2 separate regions of the Oryctolagus cuniculus genome follow, and region 2 is linked to region 1. A link is a contact called in public Micro-C data. All regions are on one chromosome and are shown on one strand. The core of a region is the stretch at or near the end of the contact, and the rest is flanking DNA. Distances in the headings are between cores, read along the strand shown. Region 1 holds the start of SPATS2L (spermatogenesis associated serine rich 2 like). Region 2 has its middle 23 kb from the start of MAIP1.

The links. A called contact is a pair of places that touch in the nucleus more often than the background predicts.
Region 2: a contact with region 1 is called in a Micro-C map of ear pinna, with 5 times the contacts expected there. The contact joins the enhancer-like site here to the promoter of SPATS2L in region 1. A contact is called at or near these places in 2 of 6 Hi-C or Micro-C datasets (ear pinna and an unstated tissue).

What each region holds. Positions count from the first base shown.
Region 1 is chr3:39,817,783-39,824,366 of mOryCun1.1, forward strand. It overlaps SPATS2L (spermatogenesis associated serine rich 2 like), which reads right to left and starts at 4,077. Exons shown (of 12, transcript XM_070070428.1): 1 at 3,509-4,077.
Region 2 is chr3:40,153,962-40,160,545 of mOryCun1.1, forward strand. No RefSeq gene overlaps it. Among named protein-coding and RNA genes, the nearest start is that of MAIP1, 23 kb to the right of the region's middle. Within about 2 kb of position 4,135, at least 2 of the 8 cell types and tissues checked have an H3K27ac peak or open chromatin away from gene starts, as enhancers often do. A contact at or near this core is called in ear pinna, where this site is marked.

The DNA of each region.
Region 1 (6,584 bases), core at 2,827-5,326:
AATGAACACTCATTCTGCCAGCACTGTTAGCTGACTGCAGACCGAGAACCCAGGAAAGACCAGAACCAGAAGGGAGCTTCATTTCTGGAGGCCAGTATTCACCATTTACATGGCAAAGGTGATCTAGAAAACGCTCCAAATTGGCAGTGCCTCACAGACCGCAGGAGGTGGCCTCCGTGTTTTCGTTCCCTGATCATTACTGATCTGGCAGAGCGGCTTCACGAGCCCACAGTGGTCTCCCTCCACAATGGCCACCTGAAAACCAGTGCGAGCGAGCCGGGCAACCGCTAACTGCACACTTTCATTAGGGGGCTCCATAAAACAGGATGAATACAAAAGAGTCCCGATGGCTGTGCCGGCTACATGAGCGCATTCCACTAAGTTGATTCTTAGGAAGTCATTTAATATTTCCAGGGATTAAGGAAGAAAGAAAATTGCCAATTAATACACTTCTTTTCCAGATGTTTGGTTTTTACTAACCTTTTAAACTTTCTCTGCATTCAAGTGATTGTATTTTCATGCAAATTTTCTTTGTGGGGGTCAGTAGCGTGTGCCTGTGTGTGTGTGTGTGTATGTGTGTGTGTTTAAAGCCACAGATAGAATCTGGGCATTTCCGTTCTGCTCCTCCATAATAAAGGTTTGTAACCCAGCCTGAGTTGATTCCAAAACTCTCTTTGCAGTACTATTTGCCTTGTTCAAATAGAAAAAAAAATTTCCTTATATTCATTAAATAAAAGTTTAAAAAAAAAAGATTAACCAAATACAAAAAAAATCATCTATTATTTTTCACTTTATGTTTCTGTGTGGGAGCAAACTGTTGAAATCCTTACTTAATGTATACTAAGCTGATCTTCTGTATATTAAGATAATCGAAAATGAATCTTGATGTGAATGGAAGGGGAGAGGGAGTGGAAAAGGGGAGGGTTGCCGGTGGGAGGGACGGTATGGGGGGGAAGCCATTGTAATCCATAAGTCGTACTTTGGAAATTTATATTCATTAAATAAAAGTTAAAAAAAAAACCTAAAAAAAATTTCCTGAAGTTCTTTTTATCCCCAGTTAGATCCAACAAATTTTTCTCATACACCCCTGTTTTTAAATACTAGTTATTTGATAAAATCTACACAACGCAATGCTTTCTGGTTAGGTAGCACAATTTCATGAGCGACATAAAATACTCTATCCACAAGGCAACTTTATGCTTTATTTTCAGAACATCTTCCAAAATAATGGGTCTTGTTACTTGAATAGCCCCCCCCCCAAGCGATTCCCGACTTCCTGTCCTTTCCTTTCCCTGCCATGTTGCACATCTGCTTAGTCTCTGGAAAACAAAATCAATCACGGTGGCAATGAATCCCTCCTGGCAGACAAACTAAAGCGACGCTATAAAGGTCACACCATCTTACTCTTTCTCACCCTGGCATCAAACCTCTTTCTCTGCACAGGTTCTAAAATTTCAGTCATTTTTCTGTTGTGACCCACTGGGGGTGTGGTAAATAATATGATGTTTTGAAAACGCTTCAATAAGCAAGTGAACGTGGCATGTAAAGAAAAAGGTGGTGGTTGAACTTCAAGGGGTTTCGCTAGTTCTCAAGCTACATTCCCCGAACTCCACTCAAAGGAAAACGCTGTACAGAAAGAATCCGTAATCAAAGTGTCAGGTCTCCAAAGCCTTGGCATCCGCTAAAGCCAGGGCACGCAGGGTACTGAAAAAGCTCCTTAAGTTCTCTCTCTCTCTCTCTCTCTCTCTCTCTCTCTCTCTCTCTCACACACACACACACACACACACACACAAACACCAATCCCTGGAGCACCAGAGAGCTCCACTCGCCAAGATGCAAAGCTCGGGTCGCATCTCATCCAGCGAAGTCTCTCGGCCCCTCGCCCGGACGCCTGCAGTCAGCCTGCCCCGACACGCAGCCAAGAGCATAGGGGAGCGCGAAGGACCCCGTCCGCGCGCAGGAAAACACCCCTGGTCTGCGGCTCCGGCCCGCCGCCTGCGGCCGCCCGCCTGCTCCCGCTCCATCGCCCAGCCAGGGCGCTCGGCGGCTACCCTTGTCACCCCCGCCTGCCCCGGCGGCGGGGATGCGAACGCGTGGGGACCAGACTACGCGCGGGGGGCGGACAGCGAGGAGACCCGCGGCGCCCGCTCTTGGCCGGGATGGTCCCGCAGATGCGGGCAAGCTCGGCGGCTGGGAGCGAGAAGGCGCCGGGCGGGGGTGGGTCTCACTCCCGCTCGGGACTGGAAGGGGGCGCCCGCGCGGGAGAAGGGGCAGGCGAGGGACCGCGGCCGTGGGCGATTCAGATCCGGGGCGGGCGGGTCCACGTCGGAGCGCGGCACGCTCGCCCCGGGCGCGCGAGGGTGCGCCGGGGTCAGTGCCTCCTCCCGCTCGCCCGCGCCAGCCACGGAAAGCAGCGCGGCGACCTCCGCGTCCGGTCCGCGCCGCCAGCCCGCGGCGTCGCCGAGCGCGGGCCACACCCAGCGCCCCGGGAGGCGGCGGGGGCTGGGCGGCCCCGGCTGCGGAACGCTCGGCCCGGGCCGAGCCGAGCCTCCAGCCCCGCCGCCGCGCAGGCCCCGCCGCGTCCGCCCGCCCGCCCGTTCGCGTCCCGCGTGTCGGCCCGGGCTGCCGGGTGAGGGGGGGGGGGGGTCTCGGGCGGCGGCGGCCTGGGGTCCCGGGCTTACCTCAGTGGCGGGCGCCGGCCGCTCCGTCGCGGGTCGGGGCCGAGGACCGGGGGCGCGGTCGCCCGTGGGATGGGGGGCGGGGGAGGCGACGCGGCGGTGGCGGCCCCTGCGGCGCGGAGGGCGGGCCAAGCGGAGCCGCTGCCTGGGCCGCGCGCCGTCCCGAGCTCGCCCCGCGCTGCCGGCGCTCGCGGCGGAGGGCGCAGCCGGCTCGGCCCCGGACTGGATTCCTTCACTGACACAACTCCGGCTCGGCCGGCTCCGGTAGGGCCGCTCCCGCCCCTCGCCGGCTGCCCCCGCCCGCCGGCCCGCCGGCCAGCCCGCCCCTCGGTGTCACTCACCAGGCGCACACACCCCGGCCGGCGCCCCTCGCTCGGCTCGCACACGCGGCGCTGCTCACGCCTCTCTGGGGTTTTGTATCCGCTCGCACGCACGTTCCGACACAGATCCCTTCCCTCCACACGCCCTCCCTAGCTGCTTTCCCACCCCACTTTCTAGAAGAATCCCCACACAGCTTCCGCACTTTGCTTGCCCCGCAGCAGCCCTCCTCGCCTTTCCCCAAACCTCCACCTTCGGGAGACGCCCCCTGGTATTCAAAGATTTGGTCGCAGCCCGCACGTGTTGCAAGAGAAATCATCCTCCCCTACCCGGGAAAATGAACTTTGCTCCCCGCGGCGCTGTCTACAAATGCAAGATGCTACTCCTTCTAGAAGGTAGTAATGCTTTCTGGTGAGGAGCCAAGCTCGAAGAAAATGTAAACAAAGGCAGCTTCTTCGGAGATGTGCTCAGCCATCAGGCTCGGAGGAAGTGCTGGGACTCTCGGGTCTGACCTTGGAACGCCGGCCGAGCCGGGGTGTCCTGGCCGCTGGTCCTCGCGCTGGGCTCTGCACGCGTGCGACAGCCGAGTGACAGCTGGAAGCGATGGCATCAGCCCCGGGGGTTCTGCCCGGGAGCGCGGTCCTCGGCCGAGTGAGGCAGTTTCTCAATCGTTATTCATGATGGAAGCACTTTAGGTACCGCGCCTCTTCCAGAGGCGGCAGAGTGAAATGCAGGCTGCGCTCCAGTGCCAGTGCCGTTTGTTTGTTTATTTTTGGAGGGTGACTTCTTACCTCCTTTTTTCTCAACACCAGTAACTGTTGCTCAGCAGCTTCTGTGGACGTCGAAGTCCACTACAAACAACGGACTTGAGCTGGTTATGCCTCTCCAGCTGCAGGCTCTAACGGGCTTCCGGGTATACAGCAGAATCGTGTATTGTGCAATGTTCAGAAATTCACAATTTGAAATAAAATACACCGTTGGGGGTAGAGTTCAGATCTTCTCACAGAGCGTGCCCCTGCTGATGAAGTACAACCGTTGAGAGCAAGAGGAGCCTGCAGGAAAGGAACTCATTTTCCCGTGTGACAAGCTGCGATTGCTACTTCATAGTCACACTGGTTTGATGTGTGGATCTTGTAATTTAGCTAACAAATATTTGCAAGTGCTTAGTAAGTATTAGCTCATTTAATTCTTCAAGCAACCCCATCAGTTAGTTTTTTTGTTTGTTTGTTTTTGTTTTGTTTTGTTTTTGTCCTTTGAGGCACAGAGAAACTAAAAACTTTACCTACATTTTTGGCTTAGTAATTGATGGAGGAAGAATTTGAACCTGTAGGTCTGCACCACCTGTGGTACAGGTGGGAATACTAGGTTCTGGAAGCCAAACTACACAGGAAGGACAAACATCATCCTGTTTGTTAAATTTAGGTAGAAGAGGTGACTTGTAACAATCAGATGCACTTTTGAGATCCTTGGACAAAATAATTCATTTAAGTTTGAGGGAGGGAGGAGTTCCTCCATCTCCATAATTAGATTTCTAAAATGAATAATGAAATATTACTTTCCTGGGAAGTACTGGAGATAACATTGAATTCACTCTTCACTCCTTCCTTCTGCCACTTCTTAATCCTCCCAGAGCTCCAAATCTAACTCATCAAGAAATGTAAACAAAGTAAGCCTATTCGGAGCTGTCTTCAGAAAGTACTGGGGTTTGGAACAAAAAATACTTCCAAGAACTGAGCATAACCGGAGGAAAAAAAGGGTTTTCGAAAGCTCATCCAGGGTGTACTTGAGGGCTGTTTGCCAGTGGGCGGGTAGTAGCTTTGAGAGGAACTGCCGTGTGTACTGGGAGTGAAGGTGTAAAAGCACTGAGTGGATGGGAAAAAAAACAGGTGGAGCAGTGGAACGTGGTGGCAGCCACTATTCCCCCAACTAGACTACCACTGGGAATGGAGGCCCAGCCCATTAAAAAGTAAGTGCAACATAACTCCGAAGAATACAATTACTTGGCTCAATCGTTAGCTAAGACACACAGCAAAAGAAATCAGACTCTTAAAGGTTTTATAGAGAATGCGTTTCAAATAATCCTAACCCTTTGGCTGTTTAAATAAATTTACTCAGGAAAATATGGAAATTTTTTGTTTCTGGGAAAGAGTTTAAAATGGAAACATGAGTGAAAGCTTCTTGCACATCACATAGCTAAAAGTATTTTGTTGAATTAGATATAGGTGATTTTTTTTTTGACAGGCAGAGTTAGGCAGTGAGAGAGAGAGACAGAGAGAAAGGTCTTCCTTTTCCGTTGGTTCACCCCCCAAATGGCTGCTATGGCCGGCACGCTGCGCCGATCCGAAGCCAGGAGCCAGGTCCTTCTTCCTGGTCTCCCATGCAGGTGCAGGGCCCAAGCACTTGGGCCATCCTCCACTGCCTTCTCGGGTCACAGCAGAGAGCTGGACTGGAAGAGGAGCAACCAGGACAGAATCCGGTGCCCCAACCGGGACTAGAACCCGGGGTGCCAGCGCCACAGGCGGAGGATTAGCCAATTGAGCCCCTGCACCAGCCAGTATAGATGATTTTAAAAAAACATTTGATTTACATTCCTATTATTGAATGAGGATATTAAAAATCCAAGAAAAACAGAATATGAGAAAGAGAGATGATGGATTTTTCATCGTATATTGAAATTTTGTTTCAAAAGTTACATTATTGGACAGATTCTTTTTTTTAACTTTTATTTAATGAATATAAATTTCCAAAGTACGATTTATGGATTACAATGGCTTCCCCCCCATACCGTCCCTCCCACCCACAACCCTCCCCTTTCCCACTCCCTCTCCCCTTCCATTCACATCAAGATTCATTTTCGATTATCTTAATATACAGAAGATCAGCTTAGTATATATTAAGTAAGGATTTCAACAGTTTGCTCCCACACAGAAACATAAAGTGAAAAATAATAGATGATTTTTTTTAAATGATGATGAAATCAGATCAGACCTATTGTCATGTTTAATCCCAGTGAGAGTCAAGTTGGGAGTTGATAATTTCTTTTCTTTTTTTTTTTTTTTTTTTACAGAGGATCAGTTTAGTATGCATTAAGTAAAGATTTCAACAGTTTGCACCCCCATAGAAACACAAAGTGAAATATATTGTTTGAGTACTCGTTATAGCATTAAATCTCAATGCACAGCACATTAAGGACAGAGATCCTACATGAGGAGTAAGTGCACAGTGACTCCTGTTGTTGACTTTACCAATTGACACTCCTGTCTATGGCATCAGTAATCTCCCTATGCTCCAGTCATGAGTTTCCAAGGCTATGGAAGCCCTCTGAGTTCTCCGATTCTTATCTTGTTTAGACAAGGTCATAGTCAAAGTGGAGGTTCTCTCCTCCCTTCAGAGAAAGGTACCTCCTTCTTTGAAGACCTGTTCTTTCCACTGAGATCTCACTCACAGAGATCTTTTGCCAGAGTGTCTTGGCTTTCCATGCCTGAAATACTTTTATGGGCTTTTCAGCCAGATCCGAATGCCTTTAGGGCTGATTCTGAGGCCAGAGTGCTATTTAGGACATCTGCCATTCTATGAGTCTGCTGAGTA
Region 2 (6,584 bases), core at 2,885-5,384, 340 kb after region 1:
TCCTTCACTGGAACAGAGGAGAGACTTGATCACGTAGATCAGACTTCTGAATGTTCTTTCCAGGTTTTCTCTGTTATTTCAAGTCCAAGCTATTCTTCAAGGTTCAGTCCAAATCCCTTCAGCTCTGGGAAGTCTTCACTCGTTTCCCCAGTGGAGTGAACTTGTCCAGCCTGTACCACCTTTCATATTCATTGACAGTGTTCACTAATCCAGGAGAGGCCCCCAACAGCATCATAAGATATTTAAAGACATGGACAACATCTTGCACGCTTTCCTGTTTTCTCTTAATATCTCTCACCGCTATTTTTGTTAAGGGGCTCAAAAATGAGTTGCAGTTTGGTTTGTGCAGTGCACAGAATCGTCTTAGAATGAACTTGTACCTTAGTGTCCTAAGACTTGGTTTTCAAAGAGAGCTGGTTAGTAGGTCTCTGTTGTGGTAATGATAATGGCTGCCATTCACTGTGTACCAACTAGGCACCTAGCACACATCATAGCAAGAGCACCAAGAAAATGGAAAACTTGGGGGAGGGGATGGCGTTCTGAGCAGCATAAAGAAGCAGGAAAAGATCAAAACTTGAAAGCTAGGAGCCAATCTAATTAACATAGATGTGAAAATGGAAGAAATTAGTTTTCTTAGAAAAGACGATGACTTTAAAATGCTAATGCACGGTTTCACGTATTTTAAGTTACTTTATTGCATTTTCATTATGTAACCACACTCTGCAATATGAGTGTATACATGTATGTATGTGACTGTAAGGGACAGGCTCTTGCTGATAACTGGTTTCACTGAGTGTGTGGAGTAACCAAGTGACAGACAACCAAAGGAGACATTATGTACATGATCATAAGAAGGATATTAAGGACTTTCGGTTTGCCTCTGTTTGTGCATTACTTTTCATTTTATAAGTGTATATGCATCTTTGATCATCATGAGTCCCAGTAAAGAAATAAACTATTTCACCAATAGCAATTTAACAACAAAAAAATTCACTAGATATTACAGAAGGCAACAATGGTGACACTGAAGTATCACACAAGTCCGAACCGCAGGGCAGAGCCACCGCTGGGCTGAGGAAAGGTTGGGATTATTAAATCTGAGAAGCTTGGAAAGCAGTTGTCTGGTGCTGATGCCCTAAGATCTCAGAAGGCAGGTTCAGATCTCTGATTAGGGAATGCAAAATCTGGGAAAGCTGCAGACTGGAATCAAGTGCGGCCGCTGGTGTGAAGGGCCATTGTAGGGCAACAGGAGCAGGAAGCGACCAGCTCTCCGTCTTCCTTCCAACACTATCACCCCTTTTGCGCCCCCTACTGGTGACACATGGTTGAGCTTCTATCACCTCGGACTTGGTGAAGCTTGTGGTGAGCCTCCCAATCAGCTCTACTGATTCACCTGGATGAAAAAAACAGCTCGATTTATCCTAATTACAGGGCTCAGAAGTGGCCTTAAAGACGTTAGAAATAAACTTGTGCCTACGTGGAACTACATTGGTTTGGTAGAGCGTGCACACAGAAGCCAAAATGTTTTGCCCTATTTTCAGCTATGCCTCCAAGTAACCAGGAAAAAATCATAGAAAACATATCATCTGTTTTTAAATAATAATAATAAGAATTCATTCTTTCATAGCACTTACATTAATTGCATTACATATATTAAGTAATTTAATCTTTGCAACAAACCTAGGAGGAGCAAGGCCATTATGGCTGCAAAATAGTAAGCATCAAGCCAGGATATGAACCCAGGAGAAGTTTTGCTGTCTCTCAAACATTAATTTGGGACTTATGCACCAGGCACCATGCTACACCCTTAGATTCTCGGACACTCTATAAGGAAAGGATTGTCGTCCCTGCTTTACAGATGAGGAAAATAAAAGCTGAAGAGGCTGTGAAGTGCTCTGGCCTTTCCCTCTGTGTGTCAAGTGAAGCTTGGCCCAGCCAGCATTGGAGGTTGCTCTGCACAACACTAGACTCTAACACAAAAGTGCCCCGGCTCAAACAGGACTAGAAATAAAGGCTCCCCCTACATATTTATAGGCCCATTGACCTCATAAGATTGACAATAAAACAGACTTGTGCAAGAACACAAAAATTGCCGACTCAACATAAGCTTTTATTTCTCTCCATTTATTCTCCTGCAAGGAATTAGATGGGAAATAAAAGGAAGAGGATCAACAGATTTTTTTTTAATTCACTTTGGAAAATCTATTTCCTGCTTTTGGCAAGTAGCTCTCTGGCCATATCTACTTCTGACTATAACCCTGGGTATTAACTTGGGGAGGGACTTACTTGCATATTTTTGCTGTATGCTTTTTTCTATTTTTATTTCCTGCTTAACTTTAAAATTTTCAGTCTACCATAATCCCTTGAGATGGGTTATCATCGTCACAGGAGACAATTTCAGAGTTCAGGGGACCTCAAAAACTTGCCTGAGGATACCCACCTGCTATGAACTGAGCTGGGATTTGAACTTGTGATGACTTTTACCTAAAGTGACAGTATCAGGACTGCCAAGACTAAAATTGATCTTGTCTTGGAAATCTTATTTTTTAAATAATAACTCTTGTAACTCTTGACAAGACAAGGAGAGGGACATTGATAAACTGCCTGCCACTCAGCCAAGTGCCGTGGCATCCTTAAATTCCTGACAGTTTCACTGTGGCAAGTCACAGGTCAGCCGTGCACCATGCTGCTGCTCTCTGAGGTCCACAGATGTTTAATGTCCATGGGACTAACACATCACACTGAAGGGAGGGCATATGGAATAGGGCAGTATCTGTAAGAGCTACACAAATGGATTGGTTTATTTTGTAAGAATAGACTCCCATTTCCTTAGAAATGTCCCATTTAAAAAATGTTCATCTGGCCAAAAGTAAATCCTCTATGTTCTCCTCCAGTGGATGACTTCAGCCAGCACTTTTAGATTGCCACTTTGGCCTTATAAAAATGTTCCTAATGTAATCCACTGGGAAGTAGAGCCCTTACTGTAATGATAAGAGGTCTGCCTCAGAGAAAGACTTTAATCCCTCATTTGAACACCTGTAGAATCCCCTACACTAGTTTGGGTAGGAACAAAAGCTAAAGGAGAAGACCCAAGCTTTCCAGGCACTGATCCTGCAGTGCAGACTTCCTACATCCGGGCCCAGGAGGAGCTGAGCAGAGAGGAGGCGGAGTCGCTCCTGGGCCAGCCTCCTCCAGACCAGCCAGGAGGCCTCTGAGACTCTCCACTCCTCTTTGCAGCCCAGCTACCACAGTTGGTGTCTAATGGCCCCCTGCAAGTTGAATATGGATCAATCAACAAGCAAAGGATAACAATTAATTAAAACCAACACTATGAAGATTGGAAAGCACTGGGGTCATTTAGGTCAGGGTTCAGTCTCAGGTCCTCTCCCCGCAGTGCAAATCTTTGTAGCTACTTGGCTTTTTTGCCTGGATTTCTTCATCTGACAAGTGGGGATGACAAAACACCCATCTCATTGGCCATGCTGGTAATGTTCTAAGATGTTGTGACAAAGTACCACAGACTCGGTGCATTAAAGCAACAGGAACAGGTTTTCTCCTAGTCCTGGGGGATGGAAGTCCAAAATTGAGGTACCCTTGGTGCCATGTTCCTTCAGAAGGCTCCCAGGAAGCAGCCTTCCTAGCCCGCCCCTGGCTCTGGTGGCACCAGGCATTCTTTGGCTTAGGGCAGCATCACACCAGTCTCTGGCTATCTCTGCACTTCCTGGCCCTCTCATCTTCTTAAAAGGACATCAGTCATTGCCTTGAGGGCCACCCTATTCCGGGATGATCTCTTCTTAATCCTTAAGTAACTACTTCTGCAAAGGCCCAAATCAAGTCAAAGTTTGAGGATCCAAGTAGGTGTGTGGACATTATCAACCCACAATAGCTGGTTAAGGGTGTTAAATAAGAAGGTACAGTGAGAGTGCCTCACACAGGACATGCACATTACATGTCTTAAATACAGAGGCTATTTTTTTTTAAATTATTGCTGCTGCAAGGGTCAGTGTTGTTCTTCTAGAGAATGGAAGAAAAAGATTTGAGTGAGGAATGGAAGGGTAGGCCTGAGGAGTCACGGGGGAGGGTAGCACAATGACACAGCAGAGAAGGGAGGAGGTTCCAAATAGGGAAGAGAAAGAAGTGCTATGGTGACAATCTGAGCTTGCTGGGCTCCTCTGTGCTCAGATGCCAAGGCCTGGGATAAGCCGGCAGGGTGAGTGAGCAAAACTAGACACCCCAGTCTGTCCTTGTCACCCCAGGGTGGCCTCACTCCCCTGGGGCAAAGCTAAGGGAAAGGAGCTATGCTTAGTGCCCACTTCTTCCCCTCCTTCTGTATTTCACAACTGTTCTTGCAGGGATGGCAGGAGATTGGACGTGGAGGCAGCACTCCGGCACTGCTGAGGCCTTCTTGCTGAAAAGTGAGCAAACCTCGTTGCTGAGCGTGGAGCCAAACTCCTCTGATTTCAGAAAATTCCTGAGCCCTGGAAATGAATCAAGCATAACAGAAAGGCGAAAGCAGCTGGAAAAGCAAGGCCTCCTCTTTCCCAAGGCCCGACGCCAGGCGTGCTGGAGGCTCTGAAATGTAGTCAGGCAACACAGTTGTGAATGCACCAAATTTCGTCCTGATGTAGACTGTGTATACTCAAGCATTGTGGCTAATGGTTTTTATATAAGAGTGGCACATGTTCACATTCACATCACCAGAAAAGGAGGAAGGGCCAAGAGCTAAGCCGTGACTAAAATCACTGAGCACAAAGACTCCCTTTACTGCTCGCTGCTTCTGTCCAGAGACCATCCTGGCAGCCCTTCTGCCAGATGTTCTAAATGCTTTTTTGGTGTTGTGAACCCTTTTGACAATCTGGTGAGGGACATAGGCTCCTTCCCAGAATAACTTGTCAAATAAAATATGGAAATTACAAAGAAAACCAATGATATCAACAACAAAAAAATTTGGTATGTCTTTCTATATACTTCCTTATGAACATTTTAAATAACAAGATCCTGTCACCGGTCTTATAGTGTAATTTTTTTTAAAGATTTATTTATTTGAGAGGTAGAGTTATAGATAGTAAGAAGGAGAAACAGAGAGAGAGGTCTTCCTTCTGTTGGTTCACTCCCCAAATGGCTGCAATGGCCGGAGCTGCACCGATCCGAAGCCAGGACTCCCATGCGGGTGCAGGGGCCCAAGCACTCGGGCCATCTTCTACTGCTTTCCCAGGCCATAGCACAGAGCTGGATTGGAAGAGGGGCAGCCGGGACTAGAACCAGTGCCCATATGGGATGCTGGTGCTGCAGGCAGAGGATTAACCTATTGCACCATGGCCCAGCCCCATTATAATGTAATTTTTAAAAAAGTTATTTGAGCACAGAGGGACAGAGAGAGAGCTCCCATCTACTGGTTCATTCCCCAAATGCCTACAATGACCAGGATGGGTCAGGCCTAAGCCTGGAGCCAGAAACTCAATCCAGGACTCCCATGTGGGTAGCACAAACCCAATCACTTGGGCCATCACTATCCTCCTAGGGTTTTCATTAGCCAAAAGCTGAAGTTAGGAGCCAGATCCAAGAGCTGAACCCACATCCTTGGATGTGGGACACATCTTAAGCAGTACACCAGATGCCTGTCTCAGCTACTGTAAATTCTTTCTTTCTTTTTTTTTTTTATTTGACAGATAGATAGTGAGAGAGACAGAGAGAAAGGTCTTCCTTCCGTTGGTTCACCCCCCAAATGGCCGCTATAGCCGGAGCTACGCCGATCCGAAGCCAGGAACCAGGTGCTTCCTCCTGGTCTCCCATGCGGGTGCAAGGACCCAAGCACTTGGGCCATCTTCCACTACCCTCCGGGGCCACAGCAGAGAGCTGGACTGGAAGAGGAGCAACCGGGACTAGAACCCGGCGCCCATATGGGATGTCAGTGCCGCAGGTGGAGGATTAACTATGTCAGCCACGGCGACGGCCCCCCAGTTACTGTAATTTCCAATTAGTGAAGGATGTGAATGATATGTCTAGATTCCTACAGCCAGTGTACTGGGATCTGCAAATACCTGCTTTTTGTTGTCTGTATTCATAGTTGAAGAAAACACAACATTTCAGTGGGAGGTAGTGAAAACGAGCACATTATTTTCTCCATCCAAGTCCACAGAATTCTATCCACGGAGATTTGTGGCCCACAGATTTAGAATCCATTTTCTAAGCAAACTTTCTGAAGGTACCCAATTTTTGGTGGGGCACTGCCAGTTACCCTGAGCACCCACTCAGTTATGTTTGCAAAGGCTGCCCCCTGCTGGTCAAAAGACTCATGCTCTTCTCCAAACTCATTTAATTGTCAGTGTTAGAAAACAATAGGTCAGGCAATTAATTCACTGACTCGCATCAAGAAATGGAGCAGGAGGCTACTTGTCAAGCCGGCCCTTTGGCACCTAATCAGTAAGATTTAAAAGGCCCTCTTGGCTTAATGGGAAAATGCTGATGGCTGGTGCTGTTGGTCATTAGCAAAGGAGGAGCAAGTGCCAGTCTGGCAGGCAGTTTCTTCTTCTTTTTAAAAAGATTTATTTATTTATTTGAAAGTCAGAGTTACATAAAGGAGA